Regions from separate parts of the Danio rerio genome. Here regions 1 and 3 are each linked to region 2. A link is a contact called in public HiChIP or PLAC-seq and Micro-C data. All regions are on one chromosome and are shown on one strand. Each heading gives the region's core, a stretch centred on a gene start, on an enhancer-like site or on the middle of the called end of the contact. The rest is flanking DNA. Distances are from core to core; before and after follow the strand shown. Region 1 holds the start of tgfb5 (transforming growth factor, beta 5). Region 2 holds the start of si:dkeyp-115e12.6. Region 3 holds the start of trmt112 (tRNA methyltransferase activator subunit 11-2).

Region 1 (3,122 bases), core at 564-3,063, 160 kb before region 2:
CTAAATACATCTCTGTTGGTCAGTTTTGACAAGTTTAATTAACATTTAGCCATAACACGATTCAGGAGAAGCAAACTAAGTTACTGTAGTGGCATAAAGATAACTCACTCCTTCTAGCTAAAATAAACCACTATTTTAATTAAAAAGATTGTCATTTAGCAAGAAATACTTCATTTGTTTTAAAAACAACTGACAACCAAAGGAAGCTTGGGATATAAAGTTAGTCCTACATGCAATGTTTTAAGCACAAAACCCTGATCATGTCTCGCAATGCAACATCTGAACAACGTTTTAAGGTGTGAAACCATAATAATTTTGAATGCTTGAAATTTAGGCTATCTTGGAGATTATGTTTTGTCCTTAGCACTTGCCTCTTTTTGTCCTTCCCTCTCTCCCTCCCTTCCTCTCGCTCTCCCACACACAGCTGCTGTTTTCTTCCTCCTCTCCAAACTTTAGGAACTTGTTTTGTTGAAGAGATGTTTCTGGTCGCTCTGAAACTCAAAGGAGTTTTTCTTTTTAATTATAGCATACTTAAGTTCACACCTTCAAAGGCTCTCTTTGACGTCTGGCGTTTTTGGCCTTGTCATTTTTTCCCCTGCCTCCTTTGAAATGGATTACTCTTCGCACAAGATGTATTCTGGTATAGGCCAAGCCTAGACTAGCCTTTTCTCATCTTGTTTATATTAAATCCCGTTCAACTCTATGCCGCTGGAGGACAGTCAGTCTTTGTCATGGGATAATTTCATTTTCCTAAAGCAACTTCAAGAGCTTGATTGAACATTTGGATGGCAGACCTGCATCTTGACTCAAGGCAGAAAAAAAAAAAAAGAAATAAAATCTGACCTGATCTCTTATAGCTATCATGGGAAAGGAGCTGGAGAGTCACTTTGAAAGAAAGTACTAGCGGTCCTCACTAAAGCTCCAAGACAAACCACAAGAATTCTAAGCAGCACTTGGAGTTTCTCTCTGAATCATTGGATACCAGACGAGCATGAGGAACAGTTCTGTTTATTATCTTACCGGTAAATACTTAAAAGCCGGGGAAGCATAATGGAAAGGCTGTGTTTGTAGATTCAGATTAGTATTACTGGGATTGGATAATCATGGACTATATTATGCTTGCCATCACCACATGCACAGAAATCAGAATAACATCTAAAATTGGCATAACCTCAGATAGTTCATGCCAGGTGTAAATTACAGAGGATTTTGTTTACAGTTTAGACCATTAAAAGGGGAAAACGAACGGTTGTGGATCTTACTAAACTGTTTTAATTCAAATACATTATTTTTTGTGTTATCTTTACATTTTGGCGATACCAAAGTTTATCTTTATCATCCAAAAAGACGCTTAAAAAGGAAAATATTTGCCACTGAGGAGGTTACTATAGTAAACTAAAGTTTTAGCGACAACATAATTAGACACTTGTCTCACGACACAACGAGTATACAAACACTTATAAAAGCTGCATGTTGAAAATCGTGTCGTGGTTTACTGAAAGCCACGTCAAAATAATTGAAGTTACGTAAGTCCTACCTTAAAAGATTGCGCTTTGAATATTACCTTCAGGAAAGAAAGAAAAACCGATTAACTTAAAATAGCTTGTCATTAACACAGTGAGGTGCTTTGCGCAACCATCTTTTTATTATTCTGACCATAAGTAGTCTGTATGAGTGTAGGAAAACAAGTGTGTGAGAAGGTAAAAGCGCGTATCTGACAGCAGAGCTGCTCATTCACCTGGTGCACGCGGACGCGAGCAGCGCAGCCACGCACTTTGGGGTTTGTTCCATTGCTCAGTGCGCGCGCTCCCCGAAGACAACCCGGCGTTACATAGCTGCGCACCCGAGCCTCTCAGCTGTCAACCGACCATGTGGTTCATCAATCTGACTTTGCTCGTTCTCAAACTCTTTGCGTCTGCGGAAGGATTCTCCACGTGCCATTCCTACAACTTAGACGACCACAAGTCCAAAAGGATCGAGGCTGTGCGCGGGCAGATTTTGAGCAAGCTGCGCATTCGGAGTCCACCGGATCCCGAGGCGAGCCCGACACCGCAGCCTGTCCCGGCGGAGGTGATGCTGCTTTATAACAGCACGAAGGAGCTGCTGAAGGAGCGCGCGCGCCATGCGGAGGCCGCGTGCGAGCGGGAGAGCAGCGAGGAGGATTATTACGCCAAAGAGGTGCAGAGGGTCAACATGATGCCGCTGCGCACTGATACCAGTGAGTGATGATGCTGATGCCCACTTTAATGCTTGCATCATTCAAAGTAATGCGTGTGTGTGTATGAAAACCATTTATTGAAATGATTACTGTTGGGGATATTTTCATCCACTCTAGGGTGATTTTAGGTCTTAATTGGAAAAATCTGTTAATTAACCTTAGTCCTGATCAAAACTACTAAATTGGTTAGAAAATTTCAGGATTTATATCCCTTTAATTGCCAAATTAATAAATTATGTCACAAAATTACACATTTTCAATATAAAAAGTAATTGTGGACTGGATTTTTTTTGCTTTTTACCTATACGTCTTAGACATGCAAAACAACATTGCCTTTAATGCATTGTTTTTGACCCATTGACTTTCATTATAATCACATTTTTATGATTACAAAAACCATGACTCCATGTAATCATGCATTTTTAAGTGTTGGTGGTTTTCCCTGTTGGGAAGAGGTAAAATTAGTATTTTTTACTGTTAATCATCAGTTGGCACCATTAATAGTTAATAGTTGGTTTTGTTTTTGGATTTATGGAGCATAACAGCAAATCAAAGTGTGTGTGTGTGTGTGTGTGTGTGTGTGTGTGTGTGTGTGTGTGTGTGTGTGTGTGTGTGTGTGTGTGTGTGTGTGTGTGTGTGTGAGTGAGAGTGACTTTTGTGCACTTACCTTGAAGTTTCTGAGAAAATCTAAATCTGCATCTCAGCTCTCAGAACTACAAGGAGTAAATAAAAACAAAGACTGTGTTTTTATGCATCATCAAATGAGGTTATAATGAAAGTAAAAGGAGCAAAAATAGCCACCAACAGTAAATTAGGGAGAAAAATTTGAAATCCAACAATGCATCAAAGCCAATGTTGTTACTAATCATTGACATATTCAAGATAAAAGGTAAAAAAAAATTGT
Region 2 (3,052 bases), core at 331-2,830:
AATATTTAAGTATAATAAAATAAGTAATGTAATTTGTGACGTTTATATTTTTTTTCTAAACTTTTTTTTATACATTTATTAGTTTTAAATGATTTAACAGTGCACTTGCGTGTCTGCCTTTTTATTGATCAAGTGATAGAGGTTAATATAACATTTAGAAGGTAAGCAGTACTAAAAATAATTTTTAGAAAGAATAATAATCCCATTAATCTAGTTACAGTGCATGTCGAAGGTGAATTCAATTTAATTATTTATTAAAAAAGGATAAGCCATTCTAGTACAGTTCTTCTGTGTGTGACTAAAATGTAGGCAATAGCTATGTTTCCATCCAAATATATTACATAAATTTATGTGCAAAACTTGAATATTGCATACAATTTGCGAAAAAAAATTCCATCCAACGAGTCATAGAGAAAAAAATTGTCACTTCCTGATTAAACTGGCACCAAATATCAACAGTAAAAACAGAATTTTCTGTGGTAGAAGAAGCTGCGTCAATTAATTCTTTATTTAGCCTAATTAATGTACTTGCGCCTCGATGTCAGAAGACAATGCTGAAGCACAATGAACACGTGGGGGCGTCTGAAGCCATGAGATGCGGAGACTCTTGACATGCATCAGACGTTCGGAGGTAATTAATAATATACACTAATACTGAAACAGTTAAGGCATTTTAGAATGACTAAAACAATATTTAAGACATGTTAAAGTGTGCCCGTCTGCTGGTTTGTCCATTTACACACTTTTTCATTATCATATGATCATGATCTTTTTTTTAATGTACATACTGTAATTTGTTCAGTAAAAGTGTTTCCATCGTAGTTTATGCGCAGATTTTCTATCGAATAAAAGTTTATCCTACTCAGTTATGCGCGTTTTTTATGCATATTTTTAAAAGTTATGTGCATCATGACGTTTCTATCAATCGTTTTTATGCACGTATCCAAAATGAGCATTAAAATAGGTGGTTGGAAACATAAGGCTAAGACAAGAAATACCGCTTCATCTTTAAAAAAGGGGAGGAGACAGACAGAAACTCAGAGTTTAGAGAATAAAACCTGCTTCTGACCAGGTTAGATTCACAGAGTAAGTTACCACAGTAACTGACTCTGATTTAAAGTTACTTTTCTTTCAGAAACAGGCTTGACTTACCCTGCTTTCTCGAGTTTAACAAACCTGCCATTTTGAAACGGAAAACCCAGAGTTTCTCTCATTTCAGGGTTAAAATACTCTGAGTTTTCAGTTAACCTCCTTTCTGAAACAGGCCCCAGGAGTGTGCTGAGGGTGCATTTTCAATTGGTTCTCTACTAGGAAAAGCGAATTAAAAACAATATTCGCACAGTTTGAATAAAACATCAACAATCAAACAACGTGGCATCACTTACCGGTTGTTGATCTCTCTGAAGCGCGGTGATTCTGATGTGTTAATCCGCGTCTGCGAGTGTTTTACTGAAATAAAAGCGATAAGTATTTGAATTGAAGATGAAAAGCTTAGTCGTTGAAAGGTTCCAGATTGTCGTTATTTTTCCCCAGTCAAACTGAAGCACACGCGGTCGCTGAACCTCCTGCCCCTCACAACTGGCGAAGTTGATTTGACGCTGGGCGCGAGGGTCCGTGACGTGACGGAGTAGGCGGGGATTTGAGCGGTGAGCTAAAGCGCAGTGGCGCCCACAGTCTTTTGTTTACATTTTATTTTAATATCTTTAAATAAAGTGACACAGCACTGAAATATATATACATCAGATATTGAACAAGGTATATTATAATTGCATGTTGCTTACGAAGTTTTCATTATATTTCATTACATTTAAACATAACATTTCTTTATGTTTATTTAAAATTAACCAGCATTGGAGGCAGAGTATAATTGCATTTATTTATTAATTACAAATTTTCTCTACGTGTACTTTGTTTATTTATGTCGTAAGACAATTTGAACAAATGAACAAGGAAACAAATACACGAACCAATAAATAAACAAATATGTAAAGAATTAATAAATAAGTAAATAAAAAGAAAGAAATGAACGACTGAATAATATGCGATGAAGGAAAAGTGAAAAAAATCAACGAAGTAATTAATACACAAACGAATTAATAAATAAATTGGCAACAAACAAATTAAGTAAGTTTAAAAAGTCATGAACATTTCTAAGGTGAATTGTAATAATTAAATGTTTTTATTTTTTTACTATGGCCAATTAAGGTCAAGAAACAAATGTGTGTGTGTCTGTATGTATATGTATCTAGGCCCTATATATATATATATGAAGAGTTCAGATGCAAAAACCTCTAAATGTCATCAGAAATGTTCTCCTAAAATGAGCGTTTTTCTCAGCCTCCTTTGTTTATGCTTAGGTATTTCACTTAAAAGGCAATGAAAAGGACTTATTCGTCACTATGAAAGTAAAATTACTGAGCCTACAAATTATAATTTTAGAAAAAAATATATAATGGCTTTTGGAGGTTTTTGCATCTAAACTCCTGATATATTAAAGTAGTTGAACTTGTCAGTCAACCAGTTGAAGTCAGAATTATTAGCCCCCCTTTGATTTTTTTTTCTTTTTAATTATTTCCCAAATTGTTTAACAGAGCAAGGAAATTTTCACAGTATGTCTGATAATATTTTTTCTTCTGGAGAAAGTCGTATTTGTTTTATTTTGGCTAGAATGAAAGCAGTTTTTATTTTTTATTAACCATTTTAAGAACAAAGTTATTCGCCCCTTTAAGCTATATTTCTATTCGACAGTCTACAGAACAAACCATCGTTATACAATAACTTGCCTAATTACCCTAACCTGCCTAGTTAGCCTAATTAACCTTGTTAAGCCTTTAAATGTCAATTTAAGCTGTATAGAAGTGTCTTGCAAAATATCTAGTCAAATATTATTTACTGTCATCATGGTAAAGATAAAATAAATCCTTTATTAGAAATGAGTCATTAAAACTATTATGTTTAAAATGTGTTGATAAAAATCTTCCCTCTATTAAACAAAAATTGGGGAAAAAATAAACAGAGGTGAATAATTCAGGGGGGGCTAATAATTCTGACT
Region 3 (2,749 bases), core at 11-2,510, 180 kb before region 2:
TATTTTTTTTAACAACTGAGCAAAGGATTCGGCTTTCTGAGCAGTTATTACATTAACAAATGCTACATTAACCAAGCATTTTTTGTTAACAGTTGCGGATGTGTGTTTTACCCACATGAAAAAAATACTATAGTACACTAAAACACTAATATATAATAAATATAACAGCATTTTTTAACCATTCTAGAGTGTATTATAGCATTTACAACACTTTAGCATTTTTTTTTATGGTTCTGTGGGACAAAAATGCCATGTTGGTGGAGATGTAATGATTTAGGGGATATTGTCTTGGTACACTTTGGGCTCATTAGTACCAGCTGAGAACTGTGTCAACACCACAGCCTACCTGAGTATTGTTGCTGACCATGTCCATCCCTTAATGACCACAGTGTACCCATCTTCTGATGGCTACTTCCAGCAGGATAACGCACCATGTCATAAAGCCCGAATCACCTCAGACTGGTTTCTTTAACATGACAGTGAGACTGTACTCAAATGGCCTCCACAGTCCCCATCTCTCAACCCAATAGAGCACCTTTTGGGATGTGGTGGAACAGGAGATTCACATCATGGACGTGCAGCTGACAAATCTGCAGCAACTGTGTGATGCTGTCATCATGGACCAAAACCTCTGAGGAATATTTTCAGTATCTTGTTGAATCTATGCCACGAAGGATTAAGGCAGTTTTGAAGGCAAAAGGGGGTCCAACTCGGCACTAGTAAGGTATACCTAATAAAGTGGCCAGGGAGTATATATTTACATGGTTATTATGGGGTTTCAATTATTTAGAAAAATGTTTTTAAAAGATGGCATAATGTCAGTTAGTACTGCCACTAAATAAATATTATTTGAGAACAAAGTACAGTACTTGTAGTTCAGACAAGGCCAAACATATCAAACGTGCCAAAAGACTCTGTTGATACCCCTAAATAATTTATCTATCAATTTAAGCAGTGGAGAACCTTAAAATAAATACAATTACAGTTTGGCTTTCTCCGAGAGTCTGCAAGTGTTGTTTTATTGAGTTTAATTGCTAACCAGCAGCTATAATAGAATTATACTGAATATTAGTTTGGATAGAATTAATTGCCGGCATTAATGCCATTTTAAATAAGCAGTTTATGAAACATACATTTGTGCAATTGTACTTTATACTTTAAAACTTACTTGGAAAAAAATTGAGACTAATGTTAGTTAGCCAGGCTAAGCGGAACCCAATACACCGTGCTTTGTTTCTCGGGGAGTTGTTTCAGCGGTTGCACACAGTCATCGTGATAAACGCGTGTTTATGTTATGCTGAACTTCTTAAATTCCACGCTTCTGTAATCACCAAATATTTGAGTCTTAATACTAGAATATATACCCACACACCGCCGACATGAAGCTGTTAACACACAACATGTTGACCTCGCACGTTAAAGGTGTTACCAAAGGATACCCGCTCATTATCAAGGTGAGCTTTATATACAATTAATTTCATTATCTAAAAATAAGAAAGCAAACAGAACTATTTTATTTTGTAATGACCTTAATTTACGTACTGTTCTTGATTCTTAAATGTCTTACCCTCAAGTTTATATCATGTTTTTTATTCTTTTTTTCCTGTCTTTCTTTCTCGTATCTCTTTTTCATTGACAATGTAATTCATATTCTGCATTGGAAACAAATATTGTTACAAACTTGTCAACTGTTTTTTTTTTGCAAAAAACAGCTTGCATTTGCAGCTTGATGAAATGTTACAGTCACATAGTTTGACTGTATATAATAACTAAAATATTTAAATATGGGCGAAATAATATTACATTGTTATTTAACGTTACATACATTTATACCAAACTGTATAATAATGTGTAACATTATCACATGTGTAACGTGATGATAATGCTAAATGTTAACGTTACTGCGTTTTAATCTGATGGTTTGATGATAGAAATAAGTTAAGAAATGTACAGCTGTACCATGATCCTTAAATAAACCCACATAAAAAAATACCATAGTAATTACTATAGTGTTTTTGAACCATGATATAGTAAAGTACACTCACCGGCCACTTTATTAGGTACACCTTACTATTACCGCTTTGGACCCCTTTTGCCTTCAGAACTGCCTTAATCCTTCGGGGCATAGATTCAGCAAGGTTGAATCTCTGAGATTTTGGTCCATATTGACATGATATCATTTGTTGGCTACTCATCCATGATGAGAATCTCCCATACCAAAGGTGCTCTAATGGATTGAGATCTGCTGACTGTGGAGGCTATTTGACTACAGTGAACTCATTGTCATGTTCAAGAAACCAGTCTGGGATGATTCGCACTGTATGACATGGCGCGTTATGCTGCTGGAAGTAGCCATCAGAAAATGGCTACACTGTGGTCATAAAGGGATGGAGATGGTCAGAAACAATGCTCACGTAGGCTGTGGCGTCGACACGATGCTCTATTGGTACTAATGAGCCCAAAGTGTGCCAAGAAAGTATCCCCCACACCATTACACCACCACAGTCTGAATTGTTGAACCAAGGCAAGATGGAGCCATGCTTTCATGTTGTTGATGCCAAATTCTGACCCTACCATCCAAAGCAGAAATCGAGACTCATCAGACCAGACAATGTTTTTCCAATAGTCTTTTGTCCAATTTTGGTGAGCCTGTGCCAATTTTAGCCTCAGTTTCCTGTTTTTAGCTGACAGGAGTGGCATATTTTGTCTTTTTCAGACCATTCTCTGTAAACCCTTGAGATTGTTGTGC

Evidence for each region. Hi-C and Micro-C count contacts between places; a contact is called where the count stands out from the background. HiChIP or PLAC-seq counts read pairs in DNA pulled down with a chosen protein or histone mark.
Region 1: a contact with region 2 is called in an H3K4me3 HiChIP or PLAC-seq map of embryo, with 6 times the contacts expected there. The contact joins the promoter of tgfb5 here to the promoter of si:dkeyp-115e12.6 in region 2. A contact is called at or near these places in 1 of 18 Hi-C or Micro-C datasets (caudal fin) and 1 of 4 datasets of contacts at active chromatin or transcription factors (embryo).
Region 3: a Micro-C map of caudal fin shows a contact between it and region 2, with 3 times the contacts expected there. The contact joins the promoter of trmt112 here to the promoter of si:dkeyp-115e12.6 in region 2. A contact is called at or near these places in 2 of 18 Hi-C or Micro-C datasets (caudal fin and an unstated tissue).

Annotation. Positions count from the first base shown.
Region 1 is chr14:9,348,061-9,351,182 of GRCz12tu, reverse strand. tgfb5 (transforming growth factor, beta 5) reads left to right here and starts at 1,813. Exons shown (of 7, transcript XM_021481114.3): 1 at 1,813-2,218. The coding sequence starts at 1,870.
Region 2 is chr14:9,188,541-9,191,592 of GRCz12tu, reverse strand. si:dkeyp-115e12.6 reads right to left here and starts at 1,580. Exons shown (of 16, transcript XM_073922527.1): 1 at 1,386-1,580.
Region 3 is chr14:9,367,337-9,370,085 of GRCz12tu, reverse strand. It overlaps trmt112 (tRNA methyltransferase activator subunit 11-2), which reads left to right and starts at 1,260. Exons shown (of 4, transcript NM_001020752.1): 1 at 1,260-1,454. The coding sequence starts at 1,380.